Linked DNA regions of Urocitellus parryii: region 1 is linked to region 2. Evidence: chromatin contacts called from public Hi-C data. All regions are on one chromosome and are shown on one strand. Each heading gives the region's core, a stretch centred on a gene start, on an enhancer-like site or on the middle of the called end of the contact. The rest is flanking DNA. Distances are from core to core; before and after follow the strand shown. Region 1 holds the start of Ppp1r3c (protein phosphatase 1 regulatory subunit 3C). Region 2 holds the start of LOC113188834.

Region 1 (5,406 bases), core at 306-2,805, 170 kb before region 2:
ATGAGGAGAGGGGTACAGCCACCATAGCTAGATGAGCTGCCCTAAGTACAAATAATGTCACAAAAATCTGGAGGGCCCCTTGGAAGTCTCTAGAGGCCCTTGAGTAGCTTTCATGTCACCTGTACTTGAAATGCACTGCTTTTTTTTCTGTATCCTGTGCTTGTCCCTTCACCTAGCTTGTCCCTTCCCTGCTTTTCTACTTTCAACCTGAGTAGGCTTAAGGATGAAGCCTTTGTTGATTTTCTCCATTTAGGTTACGTACTTCATCACATATTTTGTCGGTATCCTCTAGTTATCTTTTGCTATGCATATGGAAATTTCACAATAATTAATTGTATGATCACTTATTTAATCATAGATGCGTTGTTGGAGCCCATAGTGGGCAAACAAGACTACAGGGTATCTAAACAAATACCTTTTGCATGTGTAGGATGTAGTAAGATTAAGACTCAATGTTGTAGGCACTGGTAAATGCAAGGGATACAGAGATGGGCCATATTTGGTACCTGTCCTCAAGAGTTCATGATCTAATAGAGGAGATAGTTACATAAGCAGATAAAATCATGCAGTTCGAGAACTATTCTAGCTGTCTAAACAAGTTCATCTCCAAAGCACAGGGAAGAGAACAGGGCATTCTGTCTCTGTCTCTAGTGGGGGAAGAGTTTAACATTGGATATTAGAGCTGGACCTTGGAGGATGGGTAGGGTTTGGTCAGGTGAAGGTCTTCCAGGCAGAGGGAACAGCATGAACAAACTGAAGACTATGGCACATCAAGATAGGGACTTATTTGACCTGTGTACTTTCCACAATTAGAGGGGTACATTAGCCAGCATAACTTTCCAGGAAGTTTTAGTCGATGGTGTTCTTACACAAGCAATAAAGTGAGAGACCAAACAAGGAGACACTGGGAGATAGAGGAGGGAAAGAGATATTTGGAGGACCATGAAGAAAATGGTAAGTTGGACAATAGCCAAAAGCAGCATAGGAGAATCAAAGGATGACAAATGCTTTTATGTAGAGTAAAATAATTCTTTATAAGTTATTACTTAAAAGAACCCAAGCTTCCATTAGTCCTAGTGTCTGGCTTGTGATCTGAAAACAAATCTGCCATGTCCTAGGACAACTTGTACTTTTGCTGAGAATCCTAGGTCTAGGGCATTGAGTGGTTTGGTTGGCACTGTCCTGTGGTACTTTTGAAATAACATTTCCCGCTGTCTGCCAACTTAATAGTTCACTATCTTTATTTAGGATTTTTGTCAACACTCTTCTCTAGACTATTTCTGAAAGAATCTTTTGACAATTCATATTACTGCCACCTGTTGATTCACCACATTCACATCCTTTCAATGTCACCTTCTCAATTTCTCTATCATCTGTGCAGGGTTCTGAAGTCAACAACAGTTTTTCATGATTAATGCATCCATTTTGCCCAGCAGGGGTGTGTCACTTGTATGAGGTCTTGGGTCAGGTGTTGGAGAAACCCAGAGGAATAAGGTACTGTTCTTGCCCTCAAGAAACTCACAATCGAACAGAGTAGACAACCCAAAACAGATTTTTATCAAATAGATGGTGAATGAAATGATACAAATAGCTTCATGATCTTATGAAAAACACCAATGAAGTTTCCTGAGGAGGGGGAGGGAGTGGAAGGCATCCTGGGGAAAGACATCTGAGAAGAGCCTCAGAAAGATCTAGACATTTGTCAAGGAAAGGTGAGTAGATGGAGGGATCTCCAGGCAGAGGGATCATCTGAGCCCAGGTAGGGCAGGAGATGACAAATGGAGACAAAGTTGGTGAGAGAGGCAGGGATCTTGGAGGGCTGTGAGCAAAGCAATTTGTTTGGGTTGTTCATTTTTGTAGATTTAGATTATGGACAGCTATTGTGAGATTTTATGGTCAGAGCTCTATTTTAGATACTTTGTTGATTTTGATGACTTTGAATGACACAATCTAAGGAAAATCTGCCCAGAAGGCAACTACTCCAACTGATGAAGTGAGAGTTGGTAGGACAAATGCAGTGGAGAAGAGGATACAGATTCTGAGAAATACCAAGGAGGTAAATGCAGGCAGGACTTGGTGACTGAAGAGAGGGTGAGGAAGAGACAAGCATCCAACAGAGTGCTTAGGCTCAGATCCTAATTTAATATCTGTGGAGGAACCAGCAAATTCCTCAGATAAGCTGTACACAGGACATTTGGTCTTGGCTTCAAAAATAGACTCCATCACATACTGTGAATTTCACCATAGTGTTTTAGTCTTACTGAGTCTCAATTTCCCTGTCTGTAAGATGGAATTATAAAAGTGACTTTGAGGATTAAATGAAAAAAAGGTTTAAAGGTTTTGTAAAGCTGAAAGGGCTAATCATACAGTCAGTGTTATTGCTCAAGTGCTGCCTCTGTGATCTTTACCAGTTGAATTTTGCATTTCTGTTTGGAGTTTGCAAAATAATCACCTCTTCCAATATCACCCAGGGAGAAGACTTATTTCACAAATAGCATCCAAATTTTGAATTTGGGGGTGAAGCTGTGTGGAAACAAGACAAGAGTAAGTAAGATATTTAATTATCTTTTGCCCTGTTTTAAATGATAACTCTCTTTTGTTTTTAACTTAATAACTTTTAATTTAGATAAACATTTATTGTAATCATATTGTTGAAGTGATTACATCATCAAATATGTAAAAGGACTTGGCAGTATTGGATGCAGAGTTTGTTCTTAATAACGTGAATTTTCTTTCTTCCGTCCTTTCTTCAGAAAGAAAAAATAAACTCTCATTTAATCACCAATTGTCTGAACTCCAAAACTCTGCAAAATGCAAACTCAGTAATGCGTACAAGAAAGCAAGTCCTCATGCCCCAAATCATCACTCATCTATAGGAGATGGGTTTATTTTTTTTTTTTAATTAGGGAAGTGAGGGCATTTTGAAGCACTTTTTCATCCTTTTGATGGCCCTCAAATAATTTTTAATTTTACTAAGTGACAAAAATTTAAGAGTTGCTCATTTTAAAAAATTCATTACCTTGCTAATAGAAAATAAGACTTGGAGAAAGTTGGCTTTGAGATGTGTTTTGGAAATTGTGGTTGACATTCTAGAAGATTTATTACACTTCAAACAAATTATTAAAGCCTTAGTACAAATAGTTGACTGAGTGGGATCTGGAAAAGTGTTCATCCTCCACAACTTCCCCGGCTGGAACTTTCCACCACTTCCTGAACATGAAGTGGCTACATGGAAACACTGTTCTGATTGGCACAAAGCCCCGGCCTAAGTCAGTTCTACTTTTTGTCTCCATGGTTAGCGAGTTAATATAGCATTTTAGTTTAAAAGAAAGGAACAAGGAGTTCTGAACATTGGTTTTGTATTTAGTAATGGTTTTGTAGAGCTGGGAGTAGGGTGATATGATGCATTTATATGTATGCGTATGCATGAGGGAGATGGTTAGAGGAGGAAAAGGTTAATTTTGTCATATTTGAAGGAAATATTGGGTTCTTTACAAATAGGGACCTCTGCTAAGATTGGATTCCTTCTATTAAAGGTGTTCTTCCATAGCCAAAGTTCATAGCTGTGTCAAAAAAACAGAGTATAGAACAGAAAAAATAGTAATTTCTGGATGATGTGAATTTGGTGAGTAAAGAGGGGTCTGGTTAGACAGAGAGCTGCTGTATCTCACAGGCTGGTTTTTTTTAAGACTATTTGTTTTTTAAGCAAAGAAGTAGAATATAAAAATCATAAGATGTGAAGATTTAGCAAGGGGTTAGGGGTGTAACTCAGTGGTAGAGCATGTGCTTAGTGTTTGCCAGTTCCTGGGTCCAATCACCAGCACCACCCCCAAAAAAATATTTGATAAAATATGGGACTAAACCAGAGGTGCACAAACCCGCCCAGTCATAGCAATGATAATATATACAGGGCCCACCCAGCATAGACAAAGCCAATCAGCCAGGAAAGGGTTTTCCTGGCTTCTTGCTGGGAGGAACTAGAGATAGGGAAGAACAGAACTTAAGAGTATACATTGTGTCCATTCTCTCTTCCTGAAGGATTCAGTTATTGCCCCAATAATTCTCTTTCCTGAGCTAAAATGGAAACTCTTCAAGTCACCAAAGTAGGTTGGACCAGACCAGCGGTCCCCTTGCACAATTTCCTTGCTGTGGTTTGAATGTGCTTCTGCCCAAACTCATGTTGAGGTTTGATTCCCAACATACTGATATTAAAAGGTGGTAGGATCTTGAAGAGGTGAGACCTGGTGGGAGGTGACTGGATCATGCGTGGCTGGTTGCATGAAGGGATTAATTCTGGTCTCTTGGAGTGGGTTAGGTTTCAGAAGCATGGGATAATTCTTGCCAGAAAATTCATTATAAAAGAGAAAGTCTGGTCCTCCTGTCTCTTGCTTCTTCTTGCATTATGTAATGTCTCCTCTGCATGCACCTGCTTGCTGCTCTCACATGTGCTCCACCATGTGATACCCTCTGCCATATGGGGATGCAGTCAGTTGGTCCTTTTTAGGGGTCTGTGCCATGCTATTTCGACTTTCCAATCACCAGAATCATGAGCCAAGTAAACCTCTTTTCTTTATCCATAATCATTCAGCATCTTGTATTTTGTTATAGTAACATAAACCAGACTAAGACATCACTCTTTTTTTTTTATTTAATATTTATTTATTTATTTATTTTTTAGTTTTCGGTGGACACAACATCTTTGTTGGTATGTGGTGCTGAGGATCGAACCCGGGCCGCACGCATGCCAGGCGAGCGCGCTACCGCTTGAGCCACATCCCCAGCCCAAGACATCACTCTTGAGGTGCTTTATTTGTCCATGTTACTATGTCTTCAAAACACTTTAGTCCCCCTCTACAGAGGGGTGAACGAAAACAATTTATTATACACATACTTCCAATACCTGCTCCCCCAAGGCTGGCTAGCTGCCTAGTCACTGAGTGATCCATTCTCCCCCTCCCCTTATTAGAAATGACTACCTGTGTTCTGTATGAACTTCTGATACAAAAGTGGGTTTCTTTGTGGACTTTTTCACTTCACTGATTATTTTTGCACCAATATATGTTTATTGTTTTTTGAACTCTAGTTCTATAAAATGTTTTAATTTGATAGGGCTAATATTTTATCATTATTCTTGTTCAGAATATTTTTTTTCTCATTTTTATTTTTTTTTTCATGGAACTTTCCTATGAACTTTAGTACATTTTGGCGAGTTTCTATTCCTTCTCCTGCATAACCCATTCCCTCTCATCTTCCATATAATCATATTAAGGCCCATAGAAATGTCCTTCAGTAGTGTTTCAGTTGTTTCACCTTAGGATTCTTTGTAACTTGTGCTTTTATTCACCCTAATCCTTCCATGAATATGGAGAAATTGCTGCAACCTGAAGATGTAACTATCAACGGGAG
Region 2 (5,563 bases), core at 1,195-3,694:
TAGTACAAATCCATAAACACTTTTTTTCACAATTACTAAATTCTACAAATTCTTGAAGAAGAAATATTTTTGCAACTCATTTGAGGTTGCAAAGCATAAACCTGACCTGAACTGACATGAGTCTGACTTTATCCCATTTAAGGTGAACACATATACATTTTCTTGCAGTTTTTTAACATGTTTGAATATAGGAAGCCTCACTGTGGATATTTTATATATATATATATATATATATATATATATATATATATATATAAAATTACCTTCCTAAAAATCTGAAAATGTACAAATTCCAAAGCCATGTGGGCCTCAGATAACATATACCTGCAACCACATTTTATCAATTTCTGTACATTTTTATTCCAAACCTTCAAATTTAGTTACAATAAGATAAATAGTTTTGGGGGAAGGTGTCTACTTCAGAAAGTAAACCCATTCACATAATTGTATAAGCACATACATTTATTGTTTTAAACAAACCACCTTAGAAATGAACTGTTGGAACACTGTGAGTTAAGAACTTCCAATACAAGGTTTAAAAACCTAGTGTACCAGGAGGAATCAGGTATATAAGAAGTTGAGTGACAAATTCCTTGAAACATTTCCCGAGGTAATCCCTAATTGCAGGTCCAATTGTAGCTATGCTTTTAAATTCATACCATTACTGTTCACGATTTGCCACATTGACTTAACAAAGTTGTTTTTAACAATTTCTAGTTTCCCAGCCCTGAGACATTTCAAAAACTTATCAAATCAAAACATTATTCCAGTACTAATACTTTAAAGAAGAGTGAGTTATTTTAGTAAGTTCTTAGTCATTTAAGAGGGAGGTTTTCAGAAATTAATTGCAAGTAGGAATAAAGAATGTATAATGTTCACTAAACTTTTACTATTTTGTCGCGCACAGTTGCATGACAAATCACAATCTTTGAATATATCAAAGCAAACTTTCAAAAAGTATTTAAATATTATGTCAAACATAAATCTCAAAACGAGAGGCTAATTTTTTATTGTGTTCAAAAGTAACCAGAGTCAAAACTACCAGCGCAAATCGGGAAAAGGGAGAGAGGGGGCTGTCCCATGACATCATCTGGCAACATGTAGTTTGAAGCCCTAGAGCGCTCTCCAAATAACCCTTCCGAAAATCCGGCTGGGAAATCATCTCTGTCAAGCTTAGGCAAGTTGAGTTTAAATAAAAGGTTCAAAAGGCCTCCCCCCACTTAAGTCACGTGTCTGTACCATATGAAAAATAAAACCATCATCCATGTATCTACCTCCCACTACCTTGAGAGCAACGGAAAGGTCACAATTAAGTGGAAACTCGCGGCAGAGCCTGTTCAATCGGAAGGGGGAAGGGAAAGAAAAGAGCGAAATATCCACACCTCCAAGGCAGGCAGGCAGGCAGGCAGGCAGCTCCGTGGAAAACCCACTCCTGCCTGCCTGACATGTATGTTCATCCAAAAGATAATGCCACTCCAGGATGCATGTCATGCCCTTAGACAAAAGTGTCGTGTGTGTGTGTGCTCGCGCGCGCGCGTGTGTGCAGGGAGCTAGGGGGTTAAGCCCCAGAAAATAACCAAAAAGGTCCATCAGAACCGGCCACCCCCAACATTTCCAGAGCGTGAAAGGTGCAGCTCGCCAAGTGTTCGAGGCTGTCCACCAGGCGCAACTCTTTCAATTCGGCCAACGAAGTCCAACCCAGGTGCATCGGCCGGGGGCAGCGCCCGGGCACCCCAGAGGAGATGCGGGCCCCGGGCGCCCCTCGCCCGACCGCCCTCCCTCCTTGCCGTCGGGGCGGCCCGCGGCCCCCGCCCCGTACCTACCGCCGTCGCGCCGGCGCCGGCGGGCACGATGGGTGGCAGCTTCTCGCGCTCCGGTTCCTTCCCTTTCTTTTCCTCAGAGGCGGCCGCCGCCACCGCCGGCGGCGCGGCAGGCGAAGGCGCCCGTTCCGCCTCACTCATGTCGGGCCGGATGGCAAGAGCGCGAGGCGGCGGCGGCGGCGGCGGCGGCGGCGGCGGCCGGACTGCTGCTGGGGCTGGCGCTGCTGCCGCCCCGGCCGCGAGAGGGCTCTGAGCTGCCGCTTCCAACCACCGCTGCCGCTCCGCCCCCGCCCGCGTCCGCGCCTCCGCGCGCGAGCCTGAGCCCGAGCCCGCGCCCTCCCGCCGCCCCCGCGCGCGCCTGGCTAGCGGATTCGGCAACGCGCCGCTCCTTCCAGTTCTTGGCCCGGCCTTCCCCGCCCCTCCCGGGTTTGCCCGCCGCGGGTCCCGGGCGCTGGCCGCAGCTAACCTCGTCCACCTCGAGGGCCCGGAGAGGAGGCGCCGCGGTCGACGCCCGGCCGCCATGTTTTCTGGAGATTGCCGCCGAAATGACGAGGAGGGGATCCCGCATAGGAGGGCCTGGACTCGCGGGCAACCAGGCGAGCCCTGCAAAGGGTCAGGCGGGGATGAGGCAAGCCCCAGTGGCACCCATAAGGCGGGCGGACGCTCAGCTTCGCCTTCACGACCGCCCTGATCAGAGGCGCCTAGGGGTACTGAGTACGGGTGAGCGCCGTGGGCCCAAGGGTCTGGGCTGGTGGTCTTGGGGCTTCTAACCACAAAGCCCCAAAGCCACGCGCCCAGGGACCGCCGCTTGCCCTGCCGATTCCTGGTCGCCCGGCAGCGAGCCTGCGCATCCTCGGGAGATAGCCTTTCTTTTCTTGGCTATTGACCTTTTGTACATTATATTTAGTGGCTTAGACCAGCAAAGGAAAAGCCCGGAGTGGGAGGAGGGGAGTGCGACATTGTGGGCCCCAACCCCACACACGCACACAATGGGGCAGGGCAGCCAGGCCACAGTTTCCATTTCTGTTCCTCCCGTCCCCCTTCCGACTGCCAAATCCGCCTCTCCCTTCCCGTCCCCACGCGCCTACGTTTGCTTTCCCCCACCCCATCCCTGTGCTGCCTCCTATTCCTTGTTCCTTTCCGTTTATAAGTTACAGATGGACATACCCAAACTCTGCTGCATAATCCTTAATAGCAGATCATTATAAAATATGGTTAAGAACGTTAAAACTGGAGAGTTTAATCATATTAAAATACCCCCCACCTCCATCACCAAAATACGTAGACAGTTTCCTTTCCTTTCTCATCGCCCCCTCCTTTTCCTTTTCTTGGTCTACTGGAGCGGCAGAGACACCTGCTGATCCAAGAGAAGGGAGGGAGTAAGAAAGGACTGTGCTGCCTATTAAAAATAGAGAATTTCTCGACATTCAGGTCTTCGGATTTTTAGGGTGAGACTTCATTGCTTAAGGTTGAATGAATTTTCTGATCAAGGACACTCAAGATTCAAATATAAGAATGATAACAAAACAAATCCAAATATGATTTTTTTTAGTCATCTGTTGTTTCTACATTCATGTATTAGTATAACTCCTAGTTGCAGTGCATGGGGAGATGGAGTTGCATGTTTTTCAAACCCAGAATTTGTAACAAGCTGATCTTGAAATAAACAATGTAATAAGTACAATAGTATTCCATATTGTCTTCAAAATGATAGTCTGATTTCAATTTGGAAAGACTTTCTAGTTTTGATGTAGTTGTTGTCACCGCCTGTTTCCTTGTTAATTAACAAAAGGTATGGAATCTGTGTCGTAAAGCCAGCAAAAGCATTTCAGTACTAATTCTTTCTGGAGGGAAATGATGTATACACATATTATAACAGCCTCCTCCTCCTTTCTTTTTTCAGAACTTTCCATCTTAAACCTGAAATACTCACCCATGGAGAGAGGAGCATGCCATTATTTTCTACTTTCAGCAGGTGGGCATGCTGATCATTGATAAAATAACAACTCAAATGTTATTTTATAAAGTGAAGCCTTTATTTTTTATTTTTTTTTTAAAGAGAGAGTGAGAGAGGAGAGACAGAGAGAGAGAAATTTTAATATTTATTTTTTAGTTCTCGGCGGACACAACATCTTTGTTGGTATGTGGTGCTGAGGATCGAACCCGGGCCGCTCGCATGCCAGGCGAGCGCGCTACCGCTGAGCCACATCTCCAGCCCAAGCCTTTATTTTTTAATACAATTCAAGATATTCTGTGCTGTTGAGTCTGGATTGATAGAGCAAATATTAGGGGGGAAGTATTATCTTTCCTATTATTTTGAGCTAGATTTAGTAATATGCTATAAAAATGCTTGGATCAGAAACCACTTGGATTACATGCTTTATGCTTTCACTTTTCATGTGTGAGACAAACAAAAGTATGTCTGTACAAGTAGTCACATTCAGTAGAACAAATGCTTAAATATTGACAAAACAAGGCAAGTCAGAAATGTTAATTTCTTCCACTGCACCAGAGTAGACAACCCATTTCTATACAAGTTCATTATCACCTGTAACTAGCTCATTGATGTTTGCTTGTACTTCCTATTAAATATATTCCTCTCAATTCACCACCCTGTCCCTCCTTTATATATGCTCCAGTTTGGGAACTGGAGAGGCTGTAGTGTGATAGCTCTGAGAGAACTTGTGGGCTTGAGAGACACATTCTTAACAGCCATGTGGTACTTCTGGCAAGTAGGGAGAGGAGATGTTTGTGGAACAGGACATACAGAGATCTTTGACTGGTCTATACAGAGGTGTAGAGAAGTTGCTTTTTGGCTCTGCTAAATGTGGCATCCACGTATAAATTTGTTAGCCTTGGAATAAATGGAGATGAGGCAGAAGAAGCTTTGTACCTTCTTAGTCCAGAGGGAAAACCTGAACTCATTAAATAGTGAGTTTTCAGGTAGATTTAGGAAGATGAAATACCTCTGGGGAATAGGGTTTTGTAGGGTGGCAGTGGGAGTTAGAGAACTCATTATTTCTGTAAAAGAAAGAAAAAGACTAGATTAAAAGGGAATAGGTGAAATTATAGATAACTTCTATTTTAATTACATACAGTAATACTAATCTAGTGAATAATAGCAAAGAAGGCTCTGGCAATCATTTAAGAATGGTATATAACTATTATGGAAGATACAGTTATGAAATAGTGCAACTCATTTTTTAACACTTTTTTATTTTTTTATTTTTTACATTTCAATTGAGGGTTGTCCTAAAGTAATAAACTTGGGGAAATGTACTTATGTTAGCCATGTTGGCATTGTTAAAAACATTGTGAGAATACTTTCTTAGGTATAATTATTGTGACTTTGAAATTCCTACTTTAAAAACAACCATTCTTTTATTTAAAAAAAAAAAAAAGAAAGCAACATGCTGGGCGCAGTGGCACATACTTGTAATCCCAGCGGCTTGGGAGGCTGAGAGAGGACAATCACGAGTTCAAAGCCAGCCTCAGCAAGGTGGATGCACTAAGCAACTCAGTGAGACCACGTCTCTAAATAAAATACAAAATACGGCTAGAATGTGGCTCAGTGGTCAAGTGCCCCTGAGTTTAATCCCTGGTACTTCCCACCCCCAGAAAAGCAACAAATTGTCATGAAAGAAAAAAATAGAAACCATAGATTAGCAAAATGAAGAAAACAAACACTATGAACCTGCCCAAATTTAGGTATTCACTAATACCCTGATCTGTATCTTTACAAA

The links. Hi-C and Micro-C count contacts between places; a contact is called where the count stands out from the background.
Region 1: a Hi-C map of muscle shows a contact between it and region 2, with 1.9 times the contacts expected there. The contact joins the promoter of Ppp1r3c here to the promoter of LOC113188834 in region 2. A contact is called at or near these places in 2 of 2 Hi-C or Micro-C datasets (liver and muscle).

Annotation. Positions count from the first base shown.
Region 1 is chr5:176,021,902-176,027,307 of mUroPar1.hap1, reverse strand. Ppp1r3c (protein phosphatase 1 regulatory subunit 3C) reads left to right here and starts at 1,555. Exons shown (of 3, transcript XM_026397338.2): 1 at 1,555-1,712; 2 at 2,472-2,544.
Region 2 is chr5:175,852,528-175,858,090 of mUroPar1.hap1, reverse strand. It overlaps LOC113188834, which reads left to right and starts at 2,444. Exons shown (of 5, transcript XM_077798685.1): 1 at 2,444-2,540; 2 at 3,724-3,795. The coding sequence starts at 2,444. Hectd2 (HECT domain E3 ubiquitin protein ligase 2) reads right to left here and starts at 3,229. Exons shown (of 21, transcript XM_026397346.2): 1 at 2,287-3,229. The coding sequence starts at 2,388.